Linked DNA regions of Mus musculus: region 2 is linked to region 1. A link is a contact called in public HiChIP or PLAC-seq data. All regions are on one chromosome and are shown on one strand. Each heading gives the region's core, a stretch centred on a gene start, on an enhancer-like site or on the middle of the called end of the contact. The rest is flanking DNA. Distances are from core to core; before and after follow the strand shown.

Region 1 (6,151 bases), core at 1,825-4,324:
CGTCCGCATCATCTCCATCCATTATTGAAGAAACAGCCGCGTCCTCTCCAATCACATCAACACCCCGCCCCCTCCCTGTTCTGCTCGCCCCGTGGCCCCTCTGGCTGCTGGGGAGGAGGGGATGCCCAGGCGTAGCGGGAGCCCTGGGCAGAAGTGGGTTCATGACCCTGTGCCCCGGTCTGGGCAAGGCACCGGGACACCAGGGTCCCTGGCGGTGAGCGCTTTGCATAAACAGATGGCGCGGCGTCTTTGTTTCGCTTGCTAGCCTGCTTGCCGCCAGGCTCCTGGCTCCACTTGTGTCTGGCTGATGCAATCATGATCATCTCAGAGCCTCAGGACCCAGCGCCCTTAATAGTGGCAGCGGGGGTCAAGGGCCCGAGGGGCTCCTGAGCAGATGCAGAGCATTGTGGCTTCCCTCTCGGGCGCCCTCTCCAGTACCTCAGCTGCAGCGGGAAGAAGAGGCCGCTGCCAGGTGACAGGAATGTGAAGGAGATGGGAGGGGACCCTGAGCAGCGCCCCAAGGTGTCTGCGGGCTGTTCTGTTGGCTTGCTGCAGCTCCCTGGGGACAGGTACTAAGCCACAGAATAGAAATGGGAGCTAAAGGAGAGAGAGAGAGAGAGAGAGAGAGAGAGAGAGATTTGCAGAGACCACAGCAAGGGAGAGAGATGTAGAGGGAAGGAGAGACTGCCAAGAGACCCGACACACAGGACACACAGATGCAGAAGGACTAAGCTAGGCCGAGAGCAGAGTTCCAGAGCGGCACAGACAAACCTAAAGACATGAAGCTAGAGACAGTCTGAAGAAAGAAGCAGAAAGAATTAGGGGGCTTAGGGGAGGCCAAGTCAGAGGGAAGTCCACCGGGTAGTGCTAAGACAGAGAGGAAGTCCCAGGTGTCTGAGGCTCCAGCCTGAACATGGATGCCGTCGGCGCCTGGCGAGATAGAGTCTTCCTCGTCCCATCTATGTCGTCTGGCCACGCCAGAAGAGAGGTATTGAGAGTCTCCAATACCTCGATGGCACGAGCGAGTAAGCTACCAGGCACAGACCTGTATGTACACTCCAGACTTGACTTGAACAAACACTGGAAATGCAGAGCAGGCGCTGGCCGACAGGGGGAACCCGAGACCTCTTCCCCGAGCCTGAGAGCGGCTCGGCCTCTAGAGGGCGCCGGCACCCACGGACCACCGTAATCAGCTCGCTCCGGAGAGCACAGCTGCATTTGACTTGCTGCGCCGCCAGCCACGCGGATTAGTATCCTGGAGCGGTTTAGAGTTGAAGAGTCTGGCCCCCTTGGGACCATGGGTCGCTCCTAATCCTCGGCTAACGACTCTCGCTTTCCCTCACCTACTGGGCCAGCATGGCTTGAGTTATCGTAGGGGGAAAACGCAAGGAAGGAGGTGGGGTGAAACCTGGAACCCCAAAGACCACAATCCAAACATGGGAACACACAGGAGGGGAGGGGGCCTCACAGAGACCCCCAGATCAGGAGCATGCAAAGCGTCGAGAAATCGTGGAAAAGAAAGAACAGAAGCGCCAGTGTAATAGCTGAGTTTAAGAGCGGACTGGAGACCTAAGGGAGGAGAAACAGTGGAGTTTCCAGAACAGAAAGGCTCTGGGTCCAGCTCACCAGAACCAGGCAAGCGAGGGCCAAGAGCAAAGGGGCATAAAGCACGGGCCAGATGTCCCTCCCAGAGTCCTGGCTCCCCAGCTGTGCCACAGACCACCAGATGTGCAGCCCAGCTGGGCAGCTGCTGGAGCTTGAGCTCCAAGATTGGTATTTAGCACCACCACCACCACCACCCCGGTAGCAGTCCAGGCTTAGAGGCGCTGGTGACAGGACACACCCTCCCTGGCCCAGCCCTAGAGGTGGGGACGCTCAGGAAGGGCCCTGTTCTGCTCTAGGCTCTGACATCCCATCAGCCCCCCTCCTCTACACCCACCCCCTCCCCCACACACGTCTCAGTGAGTCTCTGTCTCTTTGTTCTCGCCATGTCTCTGACACTTTATCTCATTATCCGCCGGAGGGAGGCGGAGAGCTCGGACCCCGCAGCCTAATTACAGCAGAGCTTGTCAGCTCAAGGGGCGGGCGAGGTATCGGTGTGTAGGAAAGGGAGGGGCCCCTCAGAAAGGGTTGTCTCTCTCCCTGTACCCCAGGGAGGCAGTGGCGGTACACAGCTCATCCCAGCAGGGGTCCACCATAGTACAAGTTCTTTAGGAGAGAAATGGGGGAGCATAGCAGAATCCAGCGGCAGGGGCTAATCGAGAGGGGTGATAGAAATTAACATGGAAGCGAGGAGAAGAAGAGGCTCACTTCCTGTGTCCCCAAAACCAGTCCTCCAAAGACAGCGGGTGGATGGGGAAAACTTCCTGCCCGGGCAATATAGCATATACCTAATCCCCCACCCCCTTCCCACCGGTTTTCAACATCTCTTCTAGTTTTCTATGGCTGCTTCCTTAATTCGGAGCTCTTCTGCTAGTCCCAAAGCCAGAGATGAGTATGGTGGACTCCTCGGAGGGCTCTTCCTTCCTCATCTCAAGCCCCTAAATTGCTACAACTGTTGCCTTATGCCTTGAGCGGTGCAGATTCATACACCTGCAATCTCCACCTCTTGACTACTCCAGGCCAACCACAACCCAGCAAAACCGCCCAGACCAAGAGGGGCTGGCAGCACTAACTTTGCTCACGTGCCTCTTATACGCGAAAGGCCTGCTAGCTCCAGGAGTGTAGACAACGTACTGTGCATGCCCCCACTGTTCCCTGCTCCCTGCAGTGGACACTCCACATCCCCACTTTGTTAGAAGGCTGTCTGCTTGTCTGTCCCACATCTGGATCCCCTTTCAGTCTCTGGAAGCCAAAGAGGTTCCTCCCTCAGATACCCAAAGACCCAAGTATAATGGTGTCTCCTGGGCCAGGGTTTCCCTTTCAGTAAGAGAGAGTTGGGAAGGAGGAACCTCAAGGCTCCGCAACAACTTCCAGCCTGTTTTGGATCTGGAACTGCAGGGAGAAAGCAAGCTGGGTGGAGCTGGCGGGGCTAGGCTGACCCCTCCCTGATGGGGGGCGGGACCCCAGGGTGAGGAATAGAAGAGATCCACCTAGAAGACCAGACACTGGGACAAGATGGCAGGAACTAGTCTAGGGACCCGCTTCTACCGGCAGATAAAAAGACACCCTGGGGTGAGTTCAGTCCTCAGATCTAATTCCCCTCTTGTCACCCTGCCTCTCAAGCCCTCCCCACCCCCACTCCCCCCATCCTGCTTCCTGTCCGGTTTCCTTAGTGTTCCCAAGTTTTCCCAGGGACATTCTATGTCCTCTCTCTGCAATGTACTCAATGTCCCTGCAACCTGCCTTGGACAGGATCACTGTAAGGGTAAGGGACAGCATGCTGAGGATGTGGCTGTAGGTTTCAGGCCCCACTCCCAAAGGGAAGGTGGCATCAGACCTTGAGTAAAGATAAAGGGACAGGAAGAAAACTAGGACAGAGTGAGTGGGAACTGAGCAGAGTTCGGACCCTGAGAGTGCCTGGTTTTTCTGCAGCTCATCCCAATGATTGGCTTCATCTGCTTGGGCATGGGCAGTGCCGGACTCTACTTGCTGCGACTTGCCCTGCGCAGTCCTGATGTCTGGTAACAACAGGTCTTGGGAGGCAAGAGGGCAGGGGTCCTGGGTGGAATAAAATGGTCTAAGGTGGGACCTTAGACCTAGAAGGACCCTCGGTCTGTGTCCGTCCTCATTTCCACTGCCACCCAGCATTTCCCAGGGTTGGAGTGGCCCCTGACCTGAGAGACCCTCACCTCCCATCTGGACCACCTGGTGGCTCACTGTCAGTGGCTAGCCACGTGGGGCAGCTGGAATCCCAGCAGCTCACCACAGGGTTGCCATGGCGACACATCTCTACTGGCCATGTCTGGTGGCTTTTAGGTACCTCTATGCCTGACCGGAAGTGCTGGATGTCTGGCAGTGTGGGACTCCTGAGGGTCTTTGGTTGTACTGGGACTTTGTGTCCTGCCAGAAGCATCAGGGGGGTCAGTCCTTTGACAAGCAGAAGGCCAAAGCACCACCCACTCTGATCCTGGAGTCTGAGGTGCACCCACTGAAAGTACTGTCCTTCAGGATTTCTGCCTGACTCCCAGGACTCTGCCCTGAGCGGTTGGGTGAGGGAGGCTAACCCTGGGCAGTCTATAGGCTAGGTTGTCATTTGGTCATCAGCTGCCATACTTCTTGCCAGCACCTCCCAGGGATGGCGATGACAACGACACTCACTCCCCCTTCTCTGTCAGTCTCTAGGAAATGTTCTCCCCTCCTCAGGGTAGGGCGCCAGGGGTGGTGATACTGAGGCCATGTTTAATGCCAAAGTCCTGGTTCCCAGAAAAGAAACTTTAACCTTCCTGTCCTGTTCACAGCTGGGACAGAAAGAACAACCCAGAGCCCTGGAACCGCCTGAGTCCCAATGACCAGTACAAGGTAACTGTAGAACCAGTGTTTCCCCTCTCCCCTCCCGTCCTAGTCCCTAAGTCAGTACCACACACAAGACAGAGGAGGTAAGAGCCGCTCTTTCAACTCTCTTTTCCCTCTCCACAGTTCCTTGCCGTTTCAACCGACTACAAGAAGCTGAAGAAGGACCGGCCAGACTTCTAAGTCAGAGATCTCCACGTAAATCACTCTTTCTGCTCCCTGCCCCAGACCCTTGGGCGTCTGTCTAGCAGCATCAGTCCAGCTTCTGCTTAAAGGCCCGATTCCCACGCAAAGGGGAGGCCGCCCCGCCCCCACCCGCCTCCCTTGCTCCCAGGAGAGGAAAAAGCCTCTGACCCTCAGCTTGAGTCCCACGTGGGGGAGGGGACTCGACTGCAGACGACAGTTGGGGTTGACCCAAAAACCCAAGCCAGTCCCCCTCTCCCCCTGCCGCTCCCTGCTCCTCCTGACTGGGTGTGGCGCAGGCTACGTGTTGAGCGTGTCCGACGTGTGCCAGCAGCAAGCAGGGGCCCGAGTGCCAGGGACGTGGCAGGCCCCACGTTTGTTTTGACAGAGTTTTGAGCAGGGTTCAGGGCGGTGTCTGCCCAGGCTCGACTGGGCTCGTCCTGGGTTCCCAGCCTGACTCGGATGGGGTATCTCTGCCATGCAGTGGGCTTCTTCCCTGCCCAAGCCGGCAGCCTCCGGTCAAGGACAGCCCTCCCGCCTTGCACCTGGGCAGTCTTGTGCCTTTCCCCCACCCCTCCCTTCCCTTGCTTCTCTGTCCCTGGGGATCAAACAGAAGCAGCCGTGGGCAAAATACAATTTCATTTAACAAATTGAATTTGCTGCGCCTGCTAATCACGTCTGGTGTCGGCTCTGATCAGAGAGGAGGCTACAGCCCCGGGGGTCCTGGTGGTGGTGGGAGGGAAGGAGAGATACACGTTGAGGGAGTAGAATCGCTGGCTGGCCCAGGGGACCCCTCCCACAGTAATAGGAACCCTGGGCAGGTTAGCATTTTATTAGATAAAAACAGGAAGGAGGGCGCTTACCCACCCCCTCTTCCCCAAGAAAGAGCGGGAGGGGAGTCTGTAACACTTGAGATGTAGTGGGAGGGTCGGGGTGGAAAGCTGAGGGCGAAGTCGGGTGTCATGGTGCAAACCTATAACCCCAGCACTTGGGAAATGAAGGTGGAAGGGTCAGTTCAAGGCCACTCACAGCTAAGTGAGACCCCCGTCTCAAAAACAAGTCGGATGTCAACTGGGTGCTTCGTGTAGACACGGTTAAAGATCAGAAATCTCAGCTACAAATTCTGGAAGGGAGTTTATGCCTGGCTCTTGCCCTAAATGGAAGGCCTCCCTCCCTCCACTAAAACCCAGAGAGGAGTGACATCTCTTCTATGGTCCAGGGAGGCGGGAAGAAAGGTAACTTCCGGGTCTGTGGGCTTCTGACCGACCGCCAGGTGTCCTCAACTGTCCTCAACGTTCATCAAATCCAGGCATGGGGAAGCCCCTGGCAAACTGTTCCACCTGTTGCCGGAGGTTGGCCAAACGCTGGCTTGTCTCTGGGTCTTTGAGCAGGAAGGATTTGAAATCCTGGAGCTTGGCTGAGATCGGTGGGAGAAGTTGATCAGAGGGCTGCTGGGCGGGGCCAGGAGCTAGGGTGCGGGGAGGCGGGTGAAACTGGTTGACCAAGGACCTCTGAA
Region 2 (6,151 bases), core at 1,346-3,845, 420 kb before region 1:
CTCTTAGATAGAGACAGCTGGGGAGGGATACCCTAAAATGCCAGTTAGTTCAGGGCAGGATACAAACTATAGGGGAGTCTATGGAAGGGCAACTGAGGCACCATGTCCCCCTTCCTAAGACTGTACCCCATCTGGAGATCTGAGTCCCCTGAGTCGGGAACCCCCACCTTCGCCCATGGTGAAGAAGCAGAGGAGGAAGAAACTGTCCACGCCTTCTAAGACTGAAGGCTCGGCTGTGCAAGCTGAAGGTGAGGCTGTGGTGGGTAGTTCCACTACCACTCTGGCCCCCCTCCTCCCCTGTACCCGAACCCCTGACCTAGCTCCTGCAGAGCAGGATAAGTCCTGAGCTGGGTGCTTGACTCTCATTACCTCTGCACATAACTGTGTGGAAAGATGGATGGACAGCAACCAGCTCTTGTCCGTCCAGTCCCCAGCCCTGTTCTTTTCCTGACCTCTAGTCCCTGCCCGTGTCTACACTTCTGACCCCATCCTCTGCACCCACATCTAGTTCTGCAGCCCCTGAACTCAGTGTCCCTACTGACTCCCCCAATCCCTACTCTCATTCTCACCTATGAATGGCAGGTTCCTCCAAGAGCCCTTCATCACTGATCCCTAAGCCCCTCCCCCAACCGCTATCCCTGTTCTGCTGACTTCTAAGTCCCAGGGTCCCGATCCCAGCCTCTTGCCCCCTTTCCTACTGTCCACACAAATTCTGACACCCCTTTCCCCACTGAGAGCACGTTTCTCTCTGGTCACAGTCCCTGCCCCCCTGCCCTGTCCTCCTCCGGGTGCTTGGACCCAGGTTCCAGACCTGCCTATTCTCACGGCTCTTGGCTTCCGCTCCACTCTGCTCCGGGGCCACTGACTTCAGTTCTGCTTTCTCTCCCCATCTGTCTGTCCTGCTTTGTCTCTGGCACTCTCTGTCACTGTCTGTCTGTCTCTCTCTCCATCTGCCTCCTTCTCTTCTTGGTCTCTCTCTCTTTCTGTTTGCTCTTCATTCTGTCTCTATCTTCTTCGCTTCGGGAAACCAGCCAAGCGCAAAATGTGGAAACTAAAATCCTTTGGTAGTTTAAGAAATATTTATAAAGCAGGTAACAAGTGGGAGCCGGGAGGGGTGCTCAGCTGGGGTGCAGAGGGGTGGGGGGCCCTGCCTCTCCCTGCATGTGCTCGGGCTTCCTGCTATTTCCCACCCTCTGCTCCCCCTTCCTTCTACTGTCCCCCTCCTAAGGGCTCCAAGGACATCAGGGAGGAAGGGTTTGGGGGAAGGCCTCCTGCTTGAACTCTGCCCCTCATGACCTCTCCATCCACCCACTCAGAGGAAAACTTTGAGTTCCTGATCGTGTCCAGCACTGGTCAGACGTGGCACTTTGAGGCAGCCAGCTTTGAGGAGCGGGATGCTTGGGTTCAGGCCATTGAGAGTCAGATCCTGGCCAGTCTGCAGTGCTGTGAGAGCAGCAAGGTCAAGGTAACCGATTTGATGCTATGGATGGAGGCTAGCAGGAGAGGCTGGGGGGAGGGTCAGAGGTACGCTGTGCCAGAGCTAACTTCAACTCCTCTGCAGCTGCGCACTGACAGCCAAAGCGAAGCTGTGGCCATCCAGGCGATCCGCAACGCAAAGGGAAACTCGACCTGTGTGGACTGTGGAGCTCCCAGTAAGTGCAAGGGCACCGCTGAGGGAATTGGAGGGTGGGGTCCCAGAGTACGGAGTTAGCTGCAGTTCGTTGAATGGTGGGGTGTTTGTCTTACTGTTGCATCCTGTCTCAGACCCCACGTGGGCCAGTTTGAATCTGGGCGCACTCATCTGCATCGAGTGTTCTGGCATCCACCGGAACCTGGGCACACACCTGTCCCGAGTGCGTTCACTGGATTTGGATGACTGGCCGCGGGAGCTGACCCTGGTGCTGACGGCCATTGGCAACGACACAGCCAACCGCGTGTGGGAGAGCGACACTCGAGGCCGTGCCAAGCCTACACGGGACTCTTCGCGGTAAGGATCGAGGATCAGCGTGAGGGTGTACGATTCCTGGGAGGTCCGGATAAGAGGTCCCTTATAACTCTTTTCCTTGGTCCCTGGTGCTGCAGGGAGGAGCGTGAGTCGTGGATTCGCGCCAAGTATGAGCAGCTGCTGTTCCTGGCGCCTCTGGGCACCACGGAGGAGCCGCTGGGCCGCCAACTGTGGGCCGCTGTGGAGGCCCAGGACGTGGCCGCCGTTCTGCTGCTTCTGGCCCACGCGCGACATGGGCCGCTCGACACCAGCGTGGAGGACCCGCAGCTCCGCTCGCCGCTGCACTTGGCGGCCGAGCTCGCCCACGTTGTCATTACACAGCTGCTGTTGTGGGTACGTGAGCGGAGAGGTAGGGAAAGGGAGCCTGGAGGTGGGCTTGGAGGTGTCGGGTGGGCAACATGTGGGTGGAGGTCCCCTGGATGGTGTGTGGTCACACGACCTTTTCCTCCTGCAGTATGGCGCAGACGTGGCGGCCCGCGATGCGCAAGGCCGCACGGCACTGTTCTATGCCCGCCAGGCTGGCAGCCAGCTGTGTGCAGACATCCTTCTCCAGCACGGCTGCCCGGGAGAGGGCGGCAGCACGGCCACCACGCCCAGCGCGGCCACCACCCCCAGCATTACCGCCACGCCCAGCCCGAGGCGCCGGAGCAGTGCTGCCAGCTTGGGCCGCGTGGACACCACGATCGCGCTGGTATAGTTGCCCAGCAGCGGGAGAGACACCCCCCACCCCCGCGCGGGCCGGGCACGACTACACCGGGTGGACCGTTGGACAGATGCACCCACTCACCTCTCCAGTCCGCACCCCGCCCCACGGGAGCACTTTCTACCCCCACGAGGGCACAGCCCCGCACGCCTCCCAGGAGACACAAACTCACCTCCCTCTCCCCAGTGAGGCATGGAGACCCTAGCTCATCACGCCCCTACTTCACAGCTTTCTTACTTGGATTGCCCTGGGTCTACCTGCTGGGTGTTTGTAGGTGGGCACTCCCTTGCAGCTGTTCCGGGCTCCAAGGTGTTTGGACTTGCTGGCTTGTGCCCCCCCTAGGGGCGGGGAAAAGATCCAATCCTGCCTGCGTTCTACAATCGGGTGGCGGGAGCCGAATCCCAGGCTGGCTCCTGGGGCAACTCCACGCCAGAGGGAGGGGTTAGTACGTGGAAGACTAGCCCTGAGATTTGGGACCAACTTGGGGACCCCACCCCTTCCATGCTAATCTCACTGCCCAGTGAGGGGGGAGGGCAGCGAGGGGCAGGACCCCTGCTGCCCATGGAGGTGGAGGGGTCCCCAACCCTTTCCGTGAAAGGGACCATGAGGAGTGGAAATCAGATATCCCCCCTCTACCTATCTTATGAATGGAAGCTAAAGAGCCAGGGGGAGCCGAGAGCCTGGGTCCTTCCCCTTACGATCATGGGGTAGAGGGAGAAGGATTGGAACAGGAGGTGACTAGAGAGGGGCCTTGTAATTTATTGCTTTGTTCCCCAACATGGGGATGGGGTGGGTAGGGGCGAGGGGAGGGCATATCAGGGTAGGGGAAGCCAGGGGTGGGCAGGGGTGGGGTAGGGTGGGGGTGCTCTCGGGTTGTGTCTGTGACCGTGACTGCGTACCTGTGACTGTGCAGCGCCCGTGGTGATCTGGGGTAGGGGGCACCCCTACAACGGGACCCCTCCCCCATAATCCTTTCTGTCCAGCCCCTCTCTCCCTGGAGCAGCTCCAGGTCCGTTTTTTCTATCCTTTGCTCCCTCCCAGCCAGGGCTGAGAGGGTGTGTAGTGGTTGGGAGGACTTTAAGGTCCTGGCCCCCATCCCCAGAAAGGGAGAGGTGGTGTGGACTTATCTGGCCCAGCCCTGCCACCCTTAGTCAGCCCGGCTTTGGGCTGTCTGTGTCAGTGGTTTCCGGTCTTTTTTTTTTTTTTTTTTTTTTTTTTTCCTGGCTAAAATATTTTGCAAAAGACCAGGTAATTGGGGAGTGGAGTGAAGAGGGGGCAGGGGTTACCCCCCTCACCTCCAAAGCAGGTGGTGTGAATCTTAACAGCAATTAAAGAGCAAGTGATTTTGTCTAGGGGGTGAGATGCTGGTCTGTTATTCGACAGGCAGGTGAGGGTGTGGTCTCCATGTTGGGGATGGGAAAGGATTAAGCAGAAGTTCTGGTTTCTGGGCTGGGGCTAAGACAGCACCCATGGGCACAGAGGTAGTTCCAGCTTTGTACAACAACCCTGGGTTTATGAGGTAGGAGCAACAGTGGGAACCCAAGAGCAGATGTTAGATGCACAATTGATGCTGAGCCTGGGAAGGAGTTGGAGCCTGGTGTTTGGAGAAAGAGACAGGCCTCGGGAGTTGAGGACTGAGAAGGTGGGGTTGTTGGACAAGTGAACCCAGTGGCCTCTTAGTGTTGAGGGGACCCCTGTAAGTGCAGTGACCCTGGGGAAGATGCTTTGGTCACTAGGCAACAGAGCTGATGGAGGTGGGACAGTAGGGACTGAAGGGGCAAAAGATTTCCCAACCATTCGGCAGGCCCAAAGGTCCACAAGGTCCAGGTATTTGCTCACTTTTATTGTTTTAGGGTCACCTGGTCATGGTGGCCTGGGTCATAGCATGGCAGCTTGCACATAGCCAGCCCTGCCTTTTGTGTGTAGAAGCTGTAAGCACCAGGCCTGATAAAGGCTCAGCCAGGGTGGTACTGGGCTAGTGGCTAGAGCAGGTTGGGTCCCCACCTGCTATCGTCTACCCTGAGGAGTCAGTTGGCCGTACCGGCGTCTTTGGATAGGATTGGTTCTAAGTGTCCTCTAAAGTGTTCACTGTAGACGTGCCAGTGAGCTGACACGGTCTGGTCAGACCTCCAGAAACAGGTCTCATCTGGAAGCTGCTCTGCAGAGCTCCTGGCTGGGTAACCACCTAGCACATCAGCATGACCCAGGGAGGAGTGGTAGAGAGGGACAAAGTGGGGGAGACCTGGCAGATCCCACTGAGCCGAGACCTTGATTCTCCCCTACAGCATCGCCACCTTCCCTTCTAGCAAAAGCTCACACCCTACCTTAGAAGCTCAGTGTGTTCGGATCTGGGGAGGAAACAAGGACCCTGGACAGAACAGAGTCGCTTGTCAAGGGATCCACAGGCCAGCGGAAGAGGGTCAGGATTGTCCGCAAACTCTACCGCCAACTAGTTGATTTACTTTAATGGGTGACATTAGCTTTGTGGGGAATGACAAGATTTCAAGCCCCCTAGACTGGGGCTGAGAAGGAGGGGTGGGTGGCCCTGGACAGGCACAGGCAAGCTGCTGCTCCTTCAGTGCCCACACAGCCCCTCCTCGGCAGCCGTGCACCTCTCCACCCTCTTCTGGATGCCATGCCCCCCCCACCCCCACCCCCACCCCCAACACACACACCTGCCGTTCTGTTCCTTTTGTTTGCCTTGGCATAGCTGAGGCTGACTGATCTTCGTGGAATTTTGCCAAAAGTCAAGAGAGAGGGAAAAGGAATGTATTGTTGACAGTTCAGACTGACCCAGTGAAGCCAGGTTTCTGTTTTCTAACTGCGCTGAGGCACTGACTCAAGTCCACTGCTGCAGCCTCGTCCTCTGTCGGTCTGGGGGGTGTCTCCTGTAACTTGGCAGCAGTTTTGGGATCCTCTGGGACTGCCTCCACATTTGCATCCTGCTCAGAGGATGCCTTGTGAGATGAGGAAGGACTGGGACACTCGCCCTCATTACCGAAATAATCGGTTCACTCTTCTGGAGATGGCAGGGCACGTTGTCTTCAGTCCCTTTCCTGTAGTGAGCCCCTTTTGTCTCCATCTGGGGGCCCAAAAGAGAAACTTTATCTTTACTGTCCTGAGGGCCCATGACCTTGAGAGAGGACATAGGGGCAGGAGGAACCCACAGCTGCCTTGGCAGTCAGGCCTGCCTGTCTCTGGAATACTGTGACAATGGCTTGTGGGCAGCAGCCTGGTCATGACTGTAGGTGGAGTTTTCCAGGAATGGTAAATAATCCGGGGGAGGGGGGGTTAGCTAGCAGGTGGAATCTGGAATATGCTGCAGGAAGGAAGATGCCCCAGGTGGGTGTGGGAGGGTCTCTGTGGTACACAGTTTGGCTTTCAGAATGTAAGGAAGGAGAGGATCAGGAAAGATTTGCTTGAAGTGACTGGTTGGGCACAAC

What was found. HiChIP or PLAC-seq counts read pairs in DNA pulled down with a chosen protein or histone mark.
Region 2: a FOXA1 HiChIP or PLAC-seq map of pancreatic cancer cells shows a contact between it and region 1. The contact joins the enhancer-like site here to the promoter of Ndufa4l2 in region 1. A contact is called at or near these places in 3 of 39 promoter capture datasets (embryonic stem cells, hippocampal neurons and liver), 1 of 484 Hi-C or Micro-C datasets (embryonic stem cells) and 2 of 115 datasets of contacts at active chromatin or transcription factors (embryonic stem cells and pancreatic cancer cells).

The regions. Positions count from the first base shown.
Region 1 is chr10:127,511,865-127,518,015 of GRCm38.p6, forward strand. It overlaps Ndufa4l2 (Ndufa4, mitochondrial complex associated like 2), which reads left to right and starts at 3,075. Exons shown (of 4, transcript NM_001098789.1): 1 at 3,075-3,174; 2 at 3,535-3,623; 3 at 4,401-4,461; 4 at 4,579-5,290. The coding sequence starts at 3,118. The coding sequence ends at 4,635. Shmt2 (serine hydroxymethyltransferase 2 (mitochondrial)) reads right to left here. Exons shown (of 12, transcript NM_028230.4): 12 at 5,259-6,052. The coding sequence ends at 5,925.
Region 2 is chr10:127,089,111-127,095,261 of GRCm38.p6, forward strand. It overlaps Agap2 (ArfGAP with GTPase domain, ankyrin repeat and PH domain 2), which reads left to right. Exons shown (of 19, transcript NM_001033263.5): 13 at 120-248; 14 at 1,032-1,091; 15 at 1,317-1,465; 16 at 1,562-1,652; 17 at 1,765-1,987; 18 at 2,083-2,338; 19 at 2,460-4,060. The coding sequence ends at 2,702. It overlaps Os9 (amplified in osteosarcoma), which reads right to left. Exons shown (of 15, transcript NM_001171026.1): 15 at 5,149-6,151. Among named protein-coding and RNA genes, the nearest start is that of Agap2, 13 kb to the left of the region's middle. Within about 2 kb of position 2,596, at least 45 of the 459 cell types and tissues checked have an H3K27ac peak or open chromatin away from gene starts, as enhancers often do. A contact at or near this core is called in pancreatic cancer cells, where this site is marked.